Linked DNA regions of Mus musculus: all the other regions are linked to region 5. The links are chromatin contacts, called in public HiChIP or PLAC-seq and promoter capture Hi-C maps. All regions are on one chromosome and are shown on one strand. The core of a region is the stretch at or near the end of the contact, and the rest is flanking DNA. Distances in the headings are between cores, read along the strand shown. Region 1 has its middle 41 kb from the start of Gm42228. Region 2 holds the start of Gbx1 (gastrulation brain homeobox 1). Region 3 holds the start of Srpk2 (serine/arginine-rich protein specific kinase 2). Region 4 holds the start of Agap3 (ArfGAP with GTPase domain, ankyrin repeat and PH domain 3). Region 5 holds the start of Nupl2 (nucleoporin like 2). Region 6 overlaps Agap3 (ArfGAP with GTPase domain, ankyrin repeat and PH domain 3).

Region 1 (2,744 bases), core at 58-2,557, 270 kb before region 5:
ACCTTCAGAAGAGCAGTCGGGTGCTCTTACCCACTGAGCCATCTCACCAGCCCCTCATTGGGTTTCTTACTCACAATTCAGACAGCAAATGGCCGAGGGCAGGAGCAGCCTGGAGTCCTGTCAGCTGGTTTTATTTGTTCTTCCAGAGAACAGCACAGCACTGCACGACAGTGCTCAGCTACAGACCAAGACAGACCTCAGGTGAACCCTGCATACTAGGCCATCAGGCAAAAGCTGGGAGACAAAGGCCATCTGCCTGCTCCACAGGACTGTCTCCACTGCACCTTCCCAAGGCCCACAGCCATGTCTCCTCCCCTGATGGTTATGTGCTTATTACTGATCTGATAACTCATTCCTGCACCTGCACAATGAACATATTGCACCTTTTAACAAAAAGAGTTAAGGTAAGGGGACATTGAGCAGATCTAGAAAAGATCTAGTTGTGGCTTGTTATGGTCAGTAGAGCCGAGAAGGGGCTGGAGAGCTGCCTCACAGTGACGAGTACTTGCAGCTTTTGCAGAGCACCACATGGGAGCTCATAAATGCCAGCAACTGCAGTTGCAGAGGATCCAACACCCTCTTCCTCACTCTTCTTCACCCTCCAAGGGCTCCCACACATTCACATGGTGCACTAGAACTCACACAGACACACGCTCATACAAGCACACATGCACATGCACACACAGACTCAAATAAATAAATGATTTAAAAAGAGTCCAAGTATCATGAGTTTCCCGTTGTAAGCTTACTTGAGATGGAGAGGGAGATTAGAATGGTGAGTGAAAATTTTGTTTCTTTCTTTCTTTGTTAAAGAAATTACTCTGATTTAGTTTAGGGCTTTGTGGAGTAGCCAGAAACATTCTTCGTGCATAAATGAAGGAACACACTCCTGCCTAATACAGTGCCTTGCACTTAGAGGACCCTTGACCAACTGTGGCTAACGATGAGACCAAGAATAGTTTCCATTCTGAAGGAACAGACTCCATTCTGTTCGACGAGTCTACCACAGTGAGAACAGATTTTAAAAGTTCACTGTATTCAGAAAGGGATTTCCAACTGAAGCGATACAAAGGTAGTTTCTGTGGAGGGTGAGTTTCTATTTGATTACGTTCAAGAGACCACACACAGTCAGAAAACCCAAGTCTCCTTTTGAGCCCCTGTTATCTGCAGTCAGGCATCGACAGGGTCACTGTGCATAATGAGTTTAGGTTTTGGTTTCGTTTAATACACTTCACTATCTAGTGAAGTAACACCATTTCCTTTCTAAGAAAAGGGGCGAGGTGCCCATTCAGCTCAGGAAGTGACAAATCGCCATCACTTCCCCCTTTTCTGTGTAATAGAGGCAAGTATGTGCCCATGGCAATGCAGTCATGCCAGAGGTATGGAATCACAATGGACTCAGTCTACCTAGGTGAGTCTAATTTCACACTGCCCTGGGCCTGAGGCTGGCTATCCATTGTTCTAGCCTCTGGGGACACCACAGACTGGGTTTCTGGGCAAGAGTCTGCTTTCAACTGCAAGAGGAACATTTTCTTCATGCTACCCTATCACATCCTATCCTGGACTGTGGCCAATGCCTCTAGCTCCAGCAGCTGCCATGGAATCATGACTGTCAAAAGCCAGTCTGCTGAGGATACCCACACAAATGGGTAGAACCTGCTGGCATCCCTATGCTGCCAAACCAACCAACCAACCAACCAACCAACCAACCAACCAACCAACCAACCAACCTTTCTGTCGCCCTTTCTCTCTCTTCTCTTTCTCGCTCCCTTCTTCTCTCTTTCTGGGTCAGGATCTCACCTTGTAACCCAGGATAGATTCAGATTCACAGTGTGCTAGATTACAGATACGCATATGCCACCATGCCCAGACTGACTATTGAACGTGTCCTTCAAATCTAAGCTAGTGTCCTATGTGCAGCCACAGCATTTCCAACTGCTGTGTAGATCTTTAGCTACTGCTTCAGGGACTGTCCATACATCCAGTATCTAGATTTAGATTTAACTATGTCTTGTTAGCATTTTGTCTAGGCTCCACCCAACAGTTCTCAATCTCAATCTTTCTCTCTCTGTTTCTACTACCCTCTCAACTCAACTCCCCTCCCCATGCCCCGAATAAACTCTACCCTACATTATACTGTTGTCATTGTGTGGCTAGTCCCTCAGTGGGAAGGGATGCCTCAGCATGGGCCCGCAGAGGAGTCCTCTTCCCCCACACCTGACTGCACATCCACCAAATGTAGTCCTTCTCTCCGTATATTTTTATACAGCACGTTTCTAATATTTTCCCTATTTGCTTTGTGTGTACATTTGCATTTTACCTATATTATTATAATATTATTATTGTTATTTGTGTGTGTGTGTGTGCCATCTCTCAAGCACCACCTTTGCATTTTTAATGTGGGGAATAGGTTGGAGGCAACCTGGTGCTTTTTTTTACTCCCTCAGAGGTCGTTTCTTGATAAGAACATTTCCCTTCAAACCTACAATGCTTGTTTCTCCTCTGCAATAATGTTAGTTCTTGGACACCGTTTGGGAACCTGCCCATATTCACTTTCTTTTATTGTGAGTTTGTGGTTGGAGAGATTTGTCATGTAAACTAGACAAGTGGAACTTGGGAAATTTTCACCTTTTCTTCTAGGGAGAAAAGGAAAATTCATTACTTCTTGTGAGGTTAAAGTCACTTCCCAGTGCAAGATAGCTTCTGAGGCCCAAAGAGCCCTGAGAAGCCCGAAGACAAGTTGT
Region 2 (2,700 bases), core at 143-2,642, 360 kb after region 5:
AGTCTGATTGGGTTCGTTTACTACACCCTGTTTCTGTGGAGAAGGCATCCTCCCGGGGAGAGCTCAGGGCTCTTAAATGATGGCTCAGCTGAATCTTAGCAGGATTCTCAACTCCCAAGTCTTTATGCCACACCCAGTTCTGCCAGCCTTTAGCATTTCCAGTCCTGGCCAGCCCTGGTCCAGCACCCTCCCTGGTTCTCCAGTTTTGAGAGCGACCTCTGCTAAGGTGAAGGAAGCCACAGGCTCACCAGGCCCTGCATCCAGAAAGCCCATTCCCATCGTTGAGTGTTGAGGGGTCGATTCAGACCGTGTCCCCACATACTAAGCTGACAGTTACCCTAACATGCTGTCACCCTAGGGTCCTGCTGAGGCCCTCAAGAATACAACCTTTGAGAGGAGAAAAAACGAAGGGATTCTGAAAAAGAGATGGGGCGAGGTTTGTGGACTATAATGCCTTGAGAAACGTACTGCCGGTGAGACTTCAGGCGCTCCGGGGCAAGAGCAGGGCTTTGGGACCTGGAGATGTCCACTACTGAACACCGCGTACGATCTGGAGTCCGGCACTCCAGGGCTCCAAGCAGATGGCGGGAGTTTTGGACCGGTCTCGGATCTGGGACTTCCTGACGGTCAAACCCGTGTCGGTCCCAGCACTTACCCGGTAGACTCGGGAAAGTCTCAGAGAAGTGCGGAGGCGGGGGCGGCGGAGGTTCAGTCACTTTCTCGCGCGCGGGCAGCAGCTCCTCAGCGTCCAGCGCTCCGTCAGTGCGCCGGGCCGCGGGCTCCGGGTTGCTTCGCGAGGCGGTGGAGGCGGCGGCGGCGGCGAGCTCCGGGGGCCCGTAGTAGGCGTCCGGGGGCTCTGCGAAGCTGGGCAGCGCAGTGGTCAGCGCCACCATCGAGGGCACCGCCTGGCCCAGCCCCGCGCAGAAGGTATTGCTCAGGCGGCCGGCGAACGAGGCGAGCGGGGCGAGCGGCGGCAGGCCGGCGGGCAGCGGCGCGGGGGCCAGCGCCTGCGGCAACACGAGCGGCCGGTAGGGCATGAACATGGGGTAGCCGGTGTAGAGCAGGTGGCCCGAGCGCGGCGGCGGCGGCCCGATGAGCGAGTCGATGGAGAAGGCGGCGCCGGGGCCGCCGCTGCTCCCGCCGCTGCCCCCGGGGGCGCCGCCGCCTGCCGCTCTCTGCATGGCGCTGCCCGGGCCCCGCCGTGCGCCCCGCGCGGACACGCAGGGCTCGCTGCGGGCGCGCGGGCCGAGGTGGCGGCGGGGCGCGGGCTCGGCGCAGTGTGGCTCCGGCGCCGCGCTCTCTCGCTCATAAGGAGGGAGGGGGCGGGCGGGCGGGTTGGGGGTGTCGCCCTCCGGACTCATCCATCTTCCTCAAATTACGCTTCACTTGCTCCCTCCGCCCGCCGCCGCTCCCGGCTCCCGCGCCCCGCGCCCCGCGCCTTTTCAGTGGCCCGGCCGGCCCGGGACCCCGCCCGCCCCCCGCGGCCCAACCAACTATTATTAATGCAGATTGATGAGGCCGGACCCGCGGCTTTGTGAAAGTTTGCGGCGGGCGAGGAGGCGGCGGCGGCAGCTGGCTAGGTCCTCTCCCCGCGCCCGGACGTGCTCCCGGCTCAGCCCACGCGGCCCGGGCTCGGCGCGGCTCGAAGGGCGAGAGGAGCGCGGCAGGGCGGGGCGGGGGTGCGCAGGACGCCAGGAGCGACTCGGGGCGCACCGAGTGGCGATCCCTAGGAGCCCCGATGCGGCGCGGGGCAGCAGGGGGCGCGCTCTCCGCCCAGGGCCCCGTGCGCGCCCGGGGCCACTCGTGGGCGACCGCTTTCCTACTGTCTTCCCAGTGCCTTCGCACTCTCTGCCTGGGACTCGGTTCTCTAAGCTCTGGCTCTCGCTCCCTCTCCCTCATTTCTCCTCCATCTCCAACTTCTCGCTTATGCGGGAATTCCTGGGTGCCCACACAGGGCCAAGTACTTACCCTTCCCCCTCCTTCACCTTTCCCCATCCACCTCTCTCCCACCCTTTCCATTCTTTTTCTTCCTCTCACTTTCCTCTCTTTTAGCCGCCTTTAAAATTCCTATTCCTCTCTTTTTGATTCTCTATCCCAGTCTATTTTCTCATTCCCTGCTCTCTCTCTCTCTCTCTCTCTCTCTCTCTCTCTCTCTCTCTCTCTCTCTCTCTCTCTCTCTCTCTCTCTCTCTCTCCCCATTAATTTCCCTGATTGGCTCCCTGGCTCCAGCGCGTCTGATGAGCCCTATTCATTCTCGGGCCTGACACTCTCGACCTGCCCTGGCTGATTGCTGGGGGCTGGCCCTAGGAGCGCTGATGAGCCCCAAGGGTCAGCAGCGCTAATTATCTGCTAATTGCAGATGACTCTGCTCACCTCCCCCATTCCGCCTTGACTGTCCCCCTCCTCTGATTCCCAGCAACAGACTTGTCGTTCTAGAGGCAAAAGTCATTGGCTTTTGGCTGCATAAGCACCTCAGGTCAGAGAGTGAGAACAAGACAAGCAAGAAGAGAGGCTCAAAGTTGCAAATGGAGAGCAAGCCTGTCCAGCAAAAGTGCAGCCTTTGGACTAGGGAACTATTCAGGTGCGGTCAGGAAGAGCCTCACAGTCTAAAGGAGCAATAGCAAAGCCAGACAAATTCAACAGGATGTAGTTTAGGCGTGCGAGTGGTCCTATTTAGATATAGAGGAAAACCTACTGAGC
Region 3 (2,700 bases), core at 102-2,601, 490 kb before region 5:
ATCCTGCCAGTTTTCCTAGATGTCACCAAATGTGTGGGAAATCCCTGCTGGGCCAATACAAATTATAACCACCACCTAAGAGAGCAGAGGGTTATCCCACCCCTTGCAAAATAAAGATAGACAAATATTTCGTAATTTTATTAAAGGCGAATTCTGTCTTTCTCTATAGTACCAAAGACACCACACAAATTTCTTGCGCAAAAGGAACAGCGAAGCAAACAATGTGAGCAAAGATGTTGATAGCTGGTCCAGCAAACCCAGAGAGAGAGGAAAGAGAAACACGCGGCGGCGCTCTGACGCCTAGGAAAACCCAGCTCTCGGGGAAAGGCTTCTCCGACAGCAGCTGCCCAACTGGGCTGCAGGTCCAGGCTGGAGGTGGCTGGCGCTGGCACATTTGAAATATCATAGTCGGTGGATCCAGTCCGGAGCACCACGCGGGACCCGCCCGCGCACACACCCACAGCCCACTGCAGCAAGCGACCTGGGCGCAGCCGCAGCACGCAAGTAACGCTCGACCCGAGCAGAAAGTTTCGAATGAAAAACCCGAGCGCCGAAACGCACCGGTCCCGGAGCTGAACTCACGCCAGGAACAACGCCCGGAGCCAAACCACTTGACAAGCAGCTCGGGTTTTCAGCTGGCTGGCCCAGGCGGGACCGGGAGGTGGCAGAGGCGGCAGCGCACTGGCTCCCGCAGCCCAGGTGTCAGCCGCGCCGCCGCCTCCCTCCCGTGCCCACTATCCGACCCGTGCGGTACAGGCACTGGGGTGCGGATCAGGGATGTGGATAAGGGGCTCAGGATACGGATCAGGGACGCCGATCCGGGGCGCGGGATGAGGATCGGGGACGCGGGGCACGGGGCACGGGGCGCGGGGTCGAGTGCAGAGCCCGGGCGGCTCGCAGGCTGACGGGCCAGGTCGCGGCTCCGGAACCCGCGGCCGCGCGCCCCTCCCCCCACCCCTCCCCCGCCGGGGCACGTAGAGCCGGCGCCGCGTCCCGGGAGACCCACCGCCCGCGGCCCGGGGACCGGGAAGCTCTGCCTGCGCGGCCGCAAGCAACATTCAGCGAGGCGGGGCGGGGTCGGGACCAAGCGCCGCGCGGACTCACTTTTTCGGATGTTTCTCTCTTTTCGGCCTCCGCTTTCGGGCCTGAATGGCCAGCACTGGGGAGAGAGAAGACACATTAACGGTCGGGTTGGCCGCCTGCGTGCCGCGAGGCGGGGCGGGGGCCGCTCGCGCCGCTCACCTTTCCTGGAGCTCATTCCGACTCGGGGCAGCCAGGCGGGGGGCTCCGCGGCGGAGGCGGCGGCGACGCGACAGTCAGCCGCACCGGGATGCAGCCTCCACTCGCTCGCCGGCCGAGGAGGCGGGAACCGCGCCTGCGCCGCCGCGGCCTCTCCCGCGGGGGCCAATGAGACCCGCCCCCGCGGCCCCGCCCCGCAGCCCCGCCCCCTCCGCGCCCCCCTCCGCAGCTCTGGAGCACGGGGGTCCGGACCCCGGCCGCGCCCTTATCACTCGCTCGGCGGCCCACCTGTGCTGAAGGGCGGTTGCGCGCTCACGGTTCCCCGCGCCCACGGCCCCCTCGCCCACGGCCTCCCGCGCCCACGGCCTCCACCTCCTTGCTTTTACGGCCGCCGCAGGCCACCCGTTCCCGGGCACTAGGCCCAGCCGCCGACCCTTCCTCCCAGCCACCGCTCCGCACCCCGGCTGGTCGTGCCGCACGCCTCTCCATGCGCTCTTCCTTGGCCAGCGCCTTGGCGGGTCTCTCGCCACCTCTCTCAGGCGGCCTCCTCTATCCCTTTGCATCTCTACATCCTTGCATCCCTATGAGCGCCGCTTCCTCCTCTCCGGCGGGCGTGGAAAGGGCACAAGACCAAGAGCTGAGGAACCTGGGTCCTTGAGTGTCTGTGTGACCTTGGAGAAGTGATTTTCCTCTCTTTTCCTACTCCATTAGGCTGCGTGAGTTTAACGAAGGAAAGATGCACACAGCTTAAATGGAAAGTTTGTCACAGAAAGCCTAATTTTCTAAATACCATGAGATAAGAGCCTAAAACAGCAATCATGCCAAAAAGTGATTTTTTTTTTCTTCCTCCTATAATGGGGAAACTAAACCCTAAATAGGTCAAACAGTTCTACCAGCCTGTATTTCTATTCAGGCCTGGCTGGTTTCTCTTTCTGCCTTCCCAGGCTACCTGGTTTCTCTTTCTACCTTCCAAGGCTATCTAAGATGCAAATCACGCTGACTGACACGTAGTTACCACTTCAGTGTTCTCTTGTCTCTTTGAACAATTACAGTATCTTAAAGATACTGGTCCTGAACACTCAGTCCTTCATTGGTTACAATTGTATCGTTGAGTTACAACTGTATCACTGAGTCTTACTCTAAAGATGTCCCAACAAACAGGAAAGGCCGCTCCAAGTTTGAAAAGATTTTACTTTCTCCATTTTTTTTTTCAAAAAATCTGAAACATACAAGAAAAATGCAGTAATCGGCACTATTAACCCACATTCACTAGGTTTTTTTTAAACGTTTCTCCACAGTTGCTCTGTGTGTGTGTGTGTGTGTGTGTGTGTGTGTGTGTATGCATATGGTGTATTTTGCTGAGTCATTCAGTAGTTTGCAGACTGTTACCCTCCACCCCAAAAGATTTCAATACATATCTACTAAAAGCAAAGATTTTTTTTTTCTACATAATCAGAACGT
Region 4 (2,752 bases), core at 238-2,737, 290 kb after region 5:
ATTAAAGGTGTGCACCTCACCACTGCCTAGTGTTGCTTTTCATTTTTGAGACAGAGTTGGTGATCTAGATTCTGCCTTCCTAACGCCAGGACTTTAGTCATGTACTCAGATTCAGCTGGTTTTGGGTTTTTTGTTTGTTTGTTTTTTAAAAAAAGGTCATATATAGCCCAGGTTGGCTTTGAACTCCCTATTAAGCTCAGGCTGTCCTTGAACTAATCCTCCTACTGTATGGCCCCTGTGCTGGGCTAACGTGTACATCATGATACCTGGCATCCTCTAGCAGATTTATTCCACAGGGTCATTCCCTTGCACATGCCACCTCCAGGTTTGAGGATCTGTGTTGGGGATGTGGGTTAACACAGCTGAAGACAACTTTGATAATGGGAATACAGAAGAACTGGGACACTGAAGGGTGATCTCTGGCCCTAGGAAGGCATAGGATAGACAGGGTCTATCAAGAAAAGACAAGGTCTGTCAAGAAAAATTATGAGACCCATGTGGGTTCTGCTGAGTTTCTGTAATGAACCAATGGGCCCTTTTCAGTATGGCAGGGAGGGTCTTTTGGGAGAGGGCTGTCACTGGGAGATAAGAATTGGGACGCTGTTGTTTCAAGCTTGCAGGGTCTCTTGAGTGAAACTCTCAGAGAGAACTGGACATAGGAACGGGGAGCCCGTCCCAGTCTCTCAGGTGCAGTCGACAGTGGAGACTGGGGGCCCGGGGGCCGGGGTCGGGGGCAGAGAGCCAGGGAAGAGAACCCTGGCAAGATCCCTAGGGCTGACCTCGAGGCCTGGAGACAGAGGAGCTGCTGCAGCACTAAAAGAAAGAGGGTGGCGCCCCTGGGCGAGCTTCTCCGCCAATCAGTCCCACTTATCAGCACCCTCAGGCACAGAGAACAGTTCTGAGTAGCCCAAGGATTCCACACGGGCCTAGAGCGACGTAGAGAGGTAGCAATGACAGCTGGCCGGACGTGGGGACAGCGTGATCGTGTCCCCAGGCGGGAGGCCCTCGAGGCTTCTGTCTAGCTTTGGGGCGGGTTAGCGGGCGGAAGGGCCTACGCGGGTGGGTGGGGCCGCGCGTCGCGGCCAGCACGCGGTTCTTGGGGGTGGAGGCTAAGGCGCTTGCGAGAGAGGAGGGGCGGGGGCGCAGGGCGACGCTGGAGGGGCGGGGGCGGCTGGGAGGGGGCTAGGCTGCGTGTGCCGGAGCCGGCGGGGGCGGCGGTGCGTGCGCATGACGCGGGGGGAGGGCCCGGGCCGCGCGCTCCCGGTCCCGTTGTTGTTGCCGCTGGAGGCAGCTCCGAGGCGGCGGGATCTCAGCGCGGGTAAACGCCGGGCGGCGGCCCCAGCGTGCGCGGCCGCGCCTTCTGGCCTCGGCTCCGGGCCTCATGCGCTAGACCGGCGCCGCGCGCTTAGTAGTTAGGGTTCCGCCAGCCCCGCGCGCCTGGTCGCTGCCGCCGCCGCCGCCGCCGCGCCGCCCCAGGCCCTGGCTGGGCCCGCTTCGGGGCCCGCGCCTCCGGAGCCATGAACTTCCAGGCAGGCGGGGGCCAGAGTCCTCAGCAGCAGCAGAGCCTGGCGGCTCCGGGGACCGGCGGCGGCGGCGGCGGCGGCGCGGGGGGCGGCGGGCAGTTCGGCGGCGCGGGGCCCGGAGCCGGGGGTGGCGGCCCCTCGCAGCAGCTGGCTGGCGGCCCCCCCCAGCAGTTCGCGCTCTCCAACTCGGCCGCTATCCGAGCCGAGATCCAACGCTTCGAGTCGGTACACCCCAACATCTACGCCATCTACGACCTGATCGAGCGAATCGAGGATTTGGCGCTGCAGAACCAGATCCGGGAGCACGTCATCTCCATCGAGGGTGAGCGGAGCCGGGGGCCTGCGGGAGCTGAGACGCGGTGGCCTTTGCAGCGCTGGCCGGTGGCGGGTGGGGGGCGAGGGTCCTTCACGGCCTCGGCCCTGCCCCTTTCTGGCGCTCAGGGGTCTTATGGAGCTGAGGTTCACGGTTTGCTAACCCCCACTGCAGAACCCTAGTCCAGGTTTTTCCATGTCTCATACAGGAACACTTTTTTTTAGGGGCGGTGGGCTCGGTCCAGTGTCAGTGGACACGTTTTTTGTTTTTTGTTTTTTTTCCTCCGTGACCTGGGATGTGAAGATGGTTGTCGCTCCAAGGACTGATGCGCTGAGTCGCCAAAGACCGGGAGGGCCTGGGGCCACATCTGGCTAGGCACGGTCAGGCTCGCTGGGTGCGACGGAAGACCTTGGTGGGTCGTGAAGGTGGGGCTAATGCCTGAGAGTAATCTTAGCAGCTGCCCTGGCCCAGCCGGGCTGTAGGGGTGGAGGATCAGAGAGAGCTTTGGGTTAGTGGATGGCAGCCTTCCTGGGCCTCTCCTGCAGGCTTTGGAGGGTGGCGCTCCCCGCGGCGCCCTCTCCCGACGCACACCCACCCCCACGCTTCTGCGGTCGGGCGGGCGCGGGCCTGGCCTGGGTGCAGGACTGGGGAGCTGTGGCCGCGTGGGAGACTCTGGATGAACCCTCTGCGCTTGCCAGTCCCTTCTAACCCCCAGGCATCCATGTGGATGTCAGGATGCTGACTGACCTCCAGGGAGGTCGGGCCTGGATGTAGGGGGACTGTAAACCTCAGGCCATGCACTGCTCCTACTAATGTTCCTTTCTGTGGGCACATGGGCCTGAACCCTGGCAACTGAAAGGCACGTTAATTGGGGGGCACACTGCTGGCAAGAAGCCCCACAACCTTTGGTGTAGTG
Region 5 (2,700 bases), core at 17-2,516:
ATAGAGCTATCTAGATTGTGTTTCCTATTACTATGACAAACCCTGGTAAAAGCAACCTCAGAAGCATGTGTTGATTCTGGCTCACAGATTAAGGTACAGTCTAGCACAGCTTGGACGGGATTTCAACAGGAGCATGAGACAGCTGGGCACATTGTATTTGCAGTCTAGCAACAGCAATGGATGTTCAACTTGAATTTGCCTTTTTATTCAGTGTGTGCCCACTCCTTTGAGAATGCAGTCCTCATTAAGGGTACATCTTTCCAGTTCAACCTTTGTGAAAGCATCTTCACAGACATGCTCAAAGGTGTGTATCTATGGGGATCTAAGTCTGACCCTCCAAGTCCAGAGATTTGTGTCTATGGTGATTCTAAAAGTAATCAAGTTGACAGTATTTACCATCACAAGTGTTAGGATTACTAGTTAGAGTTTTGCTTTTGATCTCTCCATCCTCTAGCATAACCAAAATATAAAATGAGACTCAAGGTATACTTTGAGTCTGAGGAGTCTCTAAGCTGCCTTCAACTCTTAGTTTATCCCCATTCTCCAATTTTAATTTCCAAGAGCAATTTCATTTCATTGTTATATAATGTACTTGTTTTATACTGATACAGGGTCCTGCATGAGAACTGTAAAGATAATAAATGAAACGTAGTGGGTGTACGGTTTTGATCTTAGCACTAAGGTAGGTGGATTTCTGTGGGTTCGAGGCCAGCTAGTAAGACCGTATCTCAACAAAACAAACAAAACAAACAAAAAACAGTAAATTGGATACTTTCAGAAAACCTTTATCTGAAACTGCTCCTGAGGAAAATCGGGCTGCTTCTGTGTCGGTTTTACTCTTTGTCATTTTTCCTGATGAAATTTCAAAAGGCAACATTTACGTGAAATTTTAAGACATTACCGACTAAGAAACTAATAGATGCTTTTCGCCTGCATTGAGTCCTGTTTCCTGGTTACAGCTGGCTTTCTGTAAATAATCTCTCTTGATAAACAGATTTTTTTTCGTTGTTAAGCCCATTTTTACCTCCCCCCCCCCCAAGTAAATGTAAAGAACGAATGAGTCTCGCAGACTGTATACAGCCAACTAGAGGGTTGCTGGTTGTCTGCTATATCTGGTATTCTCTAGATTCGGGTCCGGGTTCAGGTCCGGGTCCGGGTCCGGGTCAGGGATCCAACGACCGCGTCCCATTTCAGCATACCCGAGCGCTGACAGCTCTGCTCTTCTTAAATCCCATTGGCTAAAGCCCACGCGGCTCACGGCACACTGGTCACAGAGCCTCTGGGCGCGGGGCGATGACGTCACACTAGCCGGGCCTCGGTTGCTGGAGCCTGGGCCCTCGCCGGCGACCGCGAGCAGGGTCGAGCTGGGACGGCGCTACCATGACCATATGCCAGTTTTTCCTTCAAGGCCGGTGCCGCTTCGGAGACCGCTGCTGGAACGAGCATCCCGGCGCCCGGGGTGCGGGCGGGGCTCGGCAGCCGCCACCGCAGCAGCAGCCACCCTCAGGTGACGGTCTGGGAGCCTTGAGCCAGGGCCACTTGCTGCGGACGCACACCTCCACCCCGGGCCCCTGCCCTGGCATGCGACGTCTCACCCCCAGTAGTTTGACAAGTCGTTTCTGATCGTCACACGTGGACAGGCGTTTGGACTTGGGTGCTCCTGTCAAACACTGCGTTTTTAAATTAGAGATATCTTCATCAAAACCTCCTTTTTGGTGAATGGCAGTGGTAGGGAGAATTCACGTGGGTTCATTCAGACCCCTTTCTCTACTCTTTCCCCTTCCTTGTCCGTGATCACAAGCTCTTAAAATCTGGGCTTTAGTTAGTAGCTTCCGACACTGGGTCAAGAACCTTACAAGTTTTGTGGAAAGGGTATTCAGGGGTTAGACATTAAACCAGCACAAAACAAGGTTTTAGAAGTCAGATAAATACGTTTTGTTCTCTTAATTTTGGAACCTAGTTTTTTGTTTGTTTTGGTTTTTAGGTTTTCAGAGATCGGCTTTCTCTGTGTAACAGCCCTAGCTGTCCTGAAAAACTCTTTGTAGACCAGGCTGGCCTTGAACTCACAGAGATCCACCTGCCTCTGCCTCCTGAGTGCTGAAATTAAAGTCATGTGCTACCACTGCCCAGTGGAACCTAGTTCGTGACGTTGTCAGTGGGTGCTTCTCTTTCCCCTTCTCTTTAAGGCTCCTCCAGCCCCTGTGTTCATGCTGGTTTCATATTTCCAGTCTTTTCGTGGAGGAGACAGATTGTATCATCTACAATGCTTCTAGTGAAAGACTCCAAATTAGGAGTCAGGTTCCGATAGATACTGGTATACTCCCAGGGACTGCTGAGAGGAATGTTTGCCATTTGGTCTCTGGAAACCTACTTTAAATGTAGTAATTTGCAAGTAAATGTTCAGTAGATAGATAATTAGGGGAAAAATACAAATAAAACTTTAGAATGAAAAGAAAGAAAAAGAATGCTTTGTAATTTTAAGGCCCACATTTGGGCCTTAAATACCTCTCTCTTTCCCTCTGCTCTGCTCCATCTTACGTAGCTTCCTGTTCCTCCTCCTGTGAGAGCTGGGCATATCCTATTCTGTCAAATTTTTCTCTGATTTGTCACTTTGTCTGGCACTCAATTAGATACCACTTTCAAACATAGCTGCTTCCTTCTACAGACTAACTTTACTTTCGATGTCTGAGATTAAAGCTG
Region 6 (2,700 bases), core at 4-2,503, 330 kb after region 5:
ACTGTGGCCTGGAATGTGATGTCTGGTGCGTTCTGGTGCTGGTGAGGCCCAGAGCTGCAGCTAGAGCTCAGTGGATGCATAGCCAGAACTGTCAGGGTCTTCCTGGATTAGAAAGCTGATTCTCTGATTTCTCAGGAGATCGTTCTATGGATCTAAAGAGATGAACAAAATCTCAGAGCATGTCTGTCTGAGTCGGGCCCCGTCACAGGAATAGACAGCAGGCAGGTACTGTCCTAAGTCAAGTTGCTGGGAGCACTGTTGCAGGGATTGAAGCCCTTCCCTGGGCATAGCTTGTAAAGGAGCAGACGCCCAGTGGGCTTGCCTGAGCCTTCTGAAACGTCGTCTACCTGGGAAAGTGTCGTGCCCACCTTAAGACCAAGGTGACCACAAGCTCAGGCCTCGCTCGGGGCTCTGTGTATAGGCAGAGGGCTTATGCAAGATTTTTAAGAGCTTTCCTGAAAGATCTGACTTTAAACCTGATTAATACAATCCTAGATTCTTCTCTCAGAAAGTTAAATGACCAAAGCAGGACTTTCTGTCAAATATTACAGAGATGGAGAGGCTGGAACCATCAGTGAGCTTGATGAGGATGTGGAGGTCAAAGTGATCTGGAGGGAGGGACAGGAAGCCAGGCTCCCAGGCGGGCTCAGCTTTAACCAGGAGCTGCCAGGACAGAGGCTTCTGTAGACTTGGGGCTATAACTTGTAGGCAAGTCAAAGCTTCTGGCTGAGGATGTCCCCTGGGAAGGACAGCCTTGGGAGTCTGCAAACCTGGGCATGGCCCAGCTCCACTGTGGCCTTGGTTAGATCAACATTCCTAAGCCTCAGTTTCTTCATCTCCAACATATGGCGAAGAATACTCTGAAGACTGAGACAGGAGGATTGCCATGAGTTTGAGATGAGCCTGGAAACTCCTCACTCAGCTGGTTGGGATTTGAAATGTACTGACATATGAATGTAGATCTATGTATGGTACTTAACACACAACCCAGGGATGGGCAAATGACATTCTACTGATGATATACTCCAAGTCCACCAAAGAGAACCAAGGACTGGTCAGAAACTATTCAACAAACTGTTGTCTGGGACTGTGCCAAGGGCTGATTGCTCCCCAGTACCCTGGTGTGGGTGGTAGCTTGTGATAGGAGCTTCTTGGAAGCCTGGGACTCCTCAGCCACGTGGGTACTCTCCACAAACCCTTTCTTTACCACCTAAGACATCTCTTCTAATGGCTTTGAGCCTAAGTGTTTGGTTCCAGAGCTTTTGTTTGCTCTTCCTCTTGTCTTCCTAGCTGAACTCCACCCCTCTGGGCACCGTGGAGACTTGAGCATAATCCAAACTTGGAGATTTGTTTGGCTTCAGAGATCTGCTTTCTGGGACTAAGTGCCTTCCCTGGCACTTGTCCCCCAGTTAGCAGAGAAGAAGAAGGCCTAGACAGTGGAGGGCAGTCAGTGCTGGAGACAAGTTGCTGAGGAGAACCAATCTAAAGCATCTTTTGTCATCTGTGCACCCTTAGGATTACATGCAAAACATCCACGGCAAAGAGATCGACCTCCTACGGACTACGGTGAAAGTGCCAGGGAAGCGTCTGCCCCGAGCCACACCCACTACAGCCCCAGGCACCAGTCCCCGTGCCAACGGGTTGGCAATGGAGCGGAGTAACACACAGCTGGGTGGGGCCACAGGTGAGGTGGCAGCTGTGGTGGAGAGAGAGGGAAGTTTTGGAGATTTGGGGAGTGGCTGTGCGTGGGCCTAGCAGGACAGGCTGCTTCTGAGCCTGGGCATCAGGGCTTCGTACGTGCTCACCAGCCAAAGTCGACTTGAGAATCCTCTCCACCGGGAGTCATGGCTAAGATGCAGATCAGAGCAGTTTGTTGAGGTAGCCTTGCCTATCAGGTGGGGCTAGGGCATGGGGACAGCTAGTGATCCTCCATGCATTTTTAGCTAAGGTAGGCCAACAACTCAGCTCACCACAGGAGAGGGGCAGAGTCACCTGGCATCATCAGGAAACCATCTCAGGTCTGTGGTACATGCAAGATCTCTGTACAGAAAGTGCTGGCTCTAAACCCAGTGGTTCAGGAGGGCACACCATGGAGAATGGAGAGTCAGGAACCGTAGGTTGACAGTTGTGTCTGGGCAACTTGTCTATGGCTATATTCTTTTATTATGTCTGTGGTGTGTGTATGAGCTTTCTGCATTTCTCCATGTATGAGAGAGTGTGTCTGTGCATGAGTGTGTATGAGTGTGAGAGTATGCATACAGGTGTTTGTAGGGGCCAGAGCATCAGATCCTCCCAGGGCTGGAGTTACAGGCAGTTGTGAATTACCTACTGTGGGTGTTGGGAATCTGACATCTAATTACTGAGCCGTCTTCAGGTCCCCTGCTCAACTCTTACCTTTGTGTGTAACAGTGTGTTCTCAGGGAAGGCCAAAAAAGCAGACCTTTCCTCAAAGATGGATAGTGAGAGGAAAACTGGGATATCTCCCAAAAATGGGAGGCACAAGATGCCTCTGCCCCCCAGGTCCTAGAGCTGTTCATCCTCCTGGCTCTCTTTCCCTCCCTTCACTCAGTCAGTGTCTTTGCTCCTCAGCCTGCCCTGGGCTCCTGGGCCCTTCTTGAGGGCTCAGTTTCCCGGTTGCCCTACAATGTCAGTCCCTGAAGCTTCTGCTTAGGACATAGGTATCTTACCAGTGCTGAGCCT

The links. Promoter capture Hi-C pulls out the DNA fragments that hold promoters and counts their contacts. HiChIP or PLAC-seq counts read pairs in DNA pulled down with a chosen protein or histone mark. Capture Hi-C pulls out chosen DNA fragments and counts their contacts.
Region 1: a promoter capture Hi-C map of the HPC-7 cell line shows a contact between it and region 5, with 4 times the contacts expected there. The contact joins the enhancer-like site here to the promoter of Nupl2 in region 5. A contact is called at or near these places in 19 of 39 promoter capture datasets (the 3T3-L1 cell line, the C10 cell line, the HPC-7 cell line and 13 more), 1 of 15 datasets of contacts at CTCF or cohesin (pro-B cells), 4 of 484 Hi-C or Micro-C datasets (the HL-1 cell line, female germline stem cells, fetal liver and 1 more), 8 of 115 datasets of contacts at active chromatin or transcription factors (the 230-238 cell line, effector CD8 T cells, embryonic forebrain and 3 more) and 3 of 9 other capture datasets (adipose tissue, liver and pancreatic islet).
Region 2: a contact with region 5 is called in a promoter capture Hi-C map of the SN4741 cell line, with 7 times the contacts expected there. The contact joins the promoter of Gbx1 here to the promoter of Nupl2 in region 5. A contact is called at or near these places in 2 of 39 promoter capture datasets (the SN4741 cell line and pre-B cells), 2 of 115 datasets of contacts at active chromatin or transcription factors (embryonic stem cells and large pre-B cells) and 1 of 9 other capture datasets (adipose tissue).
Region 3: an HNF4G HiChIP or PLAC-seq map of pancreatic cancer cells shows a contact between it and region 5. The contact joins the promoter of Srpk2 here to the promoter of Nupl2 in region 5. A contact is called at or near these places in 2 of 39 promoter capture datasets (both in liver) and 1 of 115 datasets of contacts at active chromatin or transcription factors (pancreatic cancer cells).
Region 4: a promoter capture Hi-C map of liver shows a contact between it and region 5, with 1.9 times the contacts expected there. The contact joins the promoter of Agap3 here to the promoter of Nupl2 in region 5. A contact is called at or near these places in 6 of 39 promoter capture datasets (the C10 cell line, the HPC-7 cell line, the SN4741 cell line and 3 more), 1 of 15 datasets of contacts at CTCF or cohesin (CD8 T cells), 6 of 484 Hi-C or Micro-C datasets (CD8 T cells, the HL-1 cell line, embryonic stem cells and 3 more), 4 of 115 datasets of contacts at active chromatin or transcription factors (the NIH/3T3 cell line, embryonic stem cells and pancreatic cancer cells) and 2 of 9 other capture datasets (adipose tissue and liver).
Region 6: a promoter capture Hi-C map of embryonic stem cells shows a contact between it and region 5, with 2.3 times the contacts expected there. The contact joins the enhancer-like site here to the promoter of Nupl2 in region 5. A contact is called at or near these places in 5 of 39 promoter capture datasets (the C10 cell line, the HPC-7 cell line, embryonic stem cells and 2 more), 2 of 484 Hi-C or Micro-C datasets (embryonic stem cells and stem cell-derived neurons) and 2 of 115 datasets of contacts at active chromatin or transcription factors (the NIH/3T3 cell line and bone marrow-derived macrophages).

The regions. Positions count from the first base shown.
Region 1 is chr5:23,893,129-23,895,872 of GRCm38.p6, forward strand. No RefSeq gene overlaps it. Among named protein-coding and RNA genes, the nearest start is that of Gm42228, 41 kb to the left of the region's middle. Within about 2 kb of position 1,308, at least 114 of the 459 cell types and tissues checked have an H3K27ac peak or open chromatin away from gene starts, as enhancers often do. A contact at or near this core is called in the 230-238 cell line, the HPC-7 cell line, adipose tissue and 7 more, where this site is marked.
Region 2 is chr5:24,525,456-24,528,155 of GRCm38.p6, forward strand. It overlaps Gbx1 (gastrulation brain homeobox 1), which reads right to left and starts at 1,393. Exons shown (of 2, transcript NM_015739.2): 1 at 656-1,393. The coding sequence starts at 1,361.
Region 3 is chr5:23,674,616-23,677,315 of GRCm38.p6, forward strand. It overlaps Srpk2 (serine/arginine-rich protein specific kinase 2), which reads right to left and starts at 1,352. Exons shown (of 16, transcript NM_001359173.1): 1 at 1,243-1,352; 2 at 1,105-1,159. The coding sequence starts at 1,258.
Region 4 is chr5:24,450,690-24,453,441 of GRCm38.p6, forward strand. Agap3 (ArfGAP with GTPase domain, ankyrin repeat and PH domain 3) reads left to right here and starts at 1,488. Exons shown (of 18, transcript NM_139153.2): 1 at 1,488-1,845. The coding sequence starts at 1,518.
Region 5 is chr5:24,163,697-24,166,396 of GRCm38.p6, forward strand. Nupl2 (nucleoporin like 2) reads left to right here and starts at 1,267. Exons shown (of 7, transcript NM_153092.4): 1 at 1,267-1,507. The coding sequence starts at 1,381.
Region 6 is chr5:24,491,443-24,494,142 of GRCm38.p6, forward strand. Agap3 (ArfGAP with GTPase domain, ankyrin repeat and PH domain 3) reads left to right here. Exons shown (of 18, transcript NM_139153.2): 11 at 1,516-1,684. Among named protein-coding and RNA genes, the nearest start is that of Gbx1, 34 kb to the right of the region's middle. Within about 2 kb of position 1,254, at least 11 of the 459 cell types and tissues checked have an H3K27ac peak or open chromatin away from gene starts, as enhancers often do.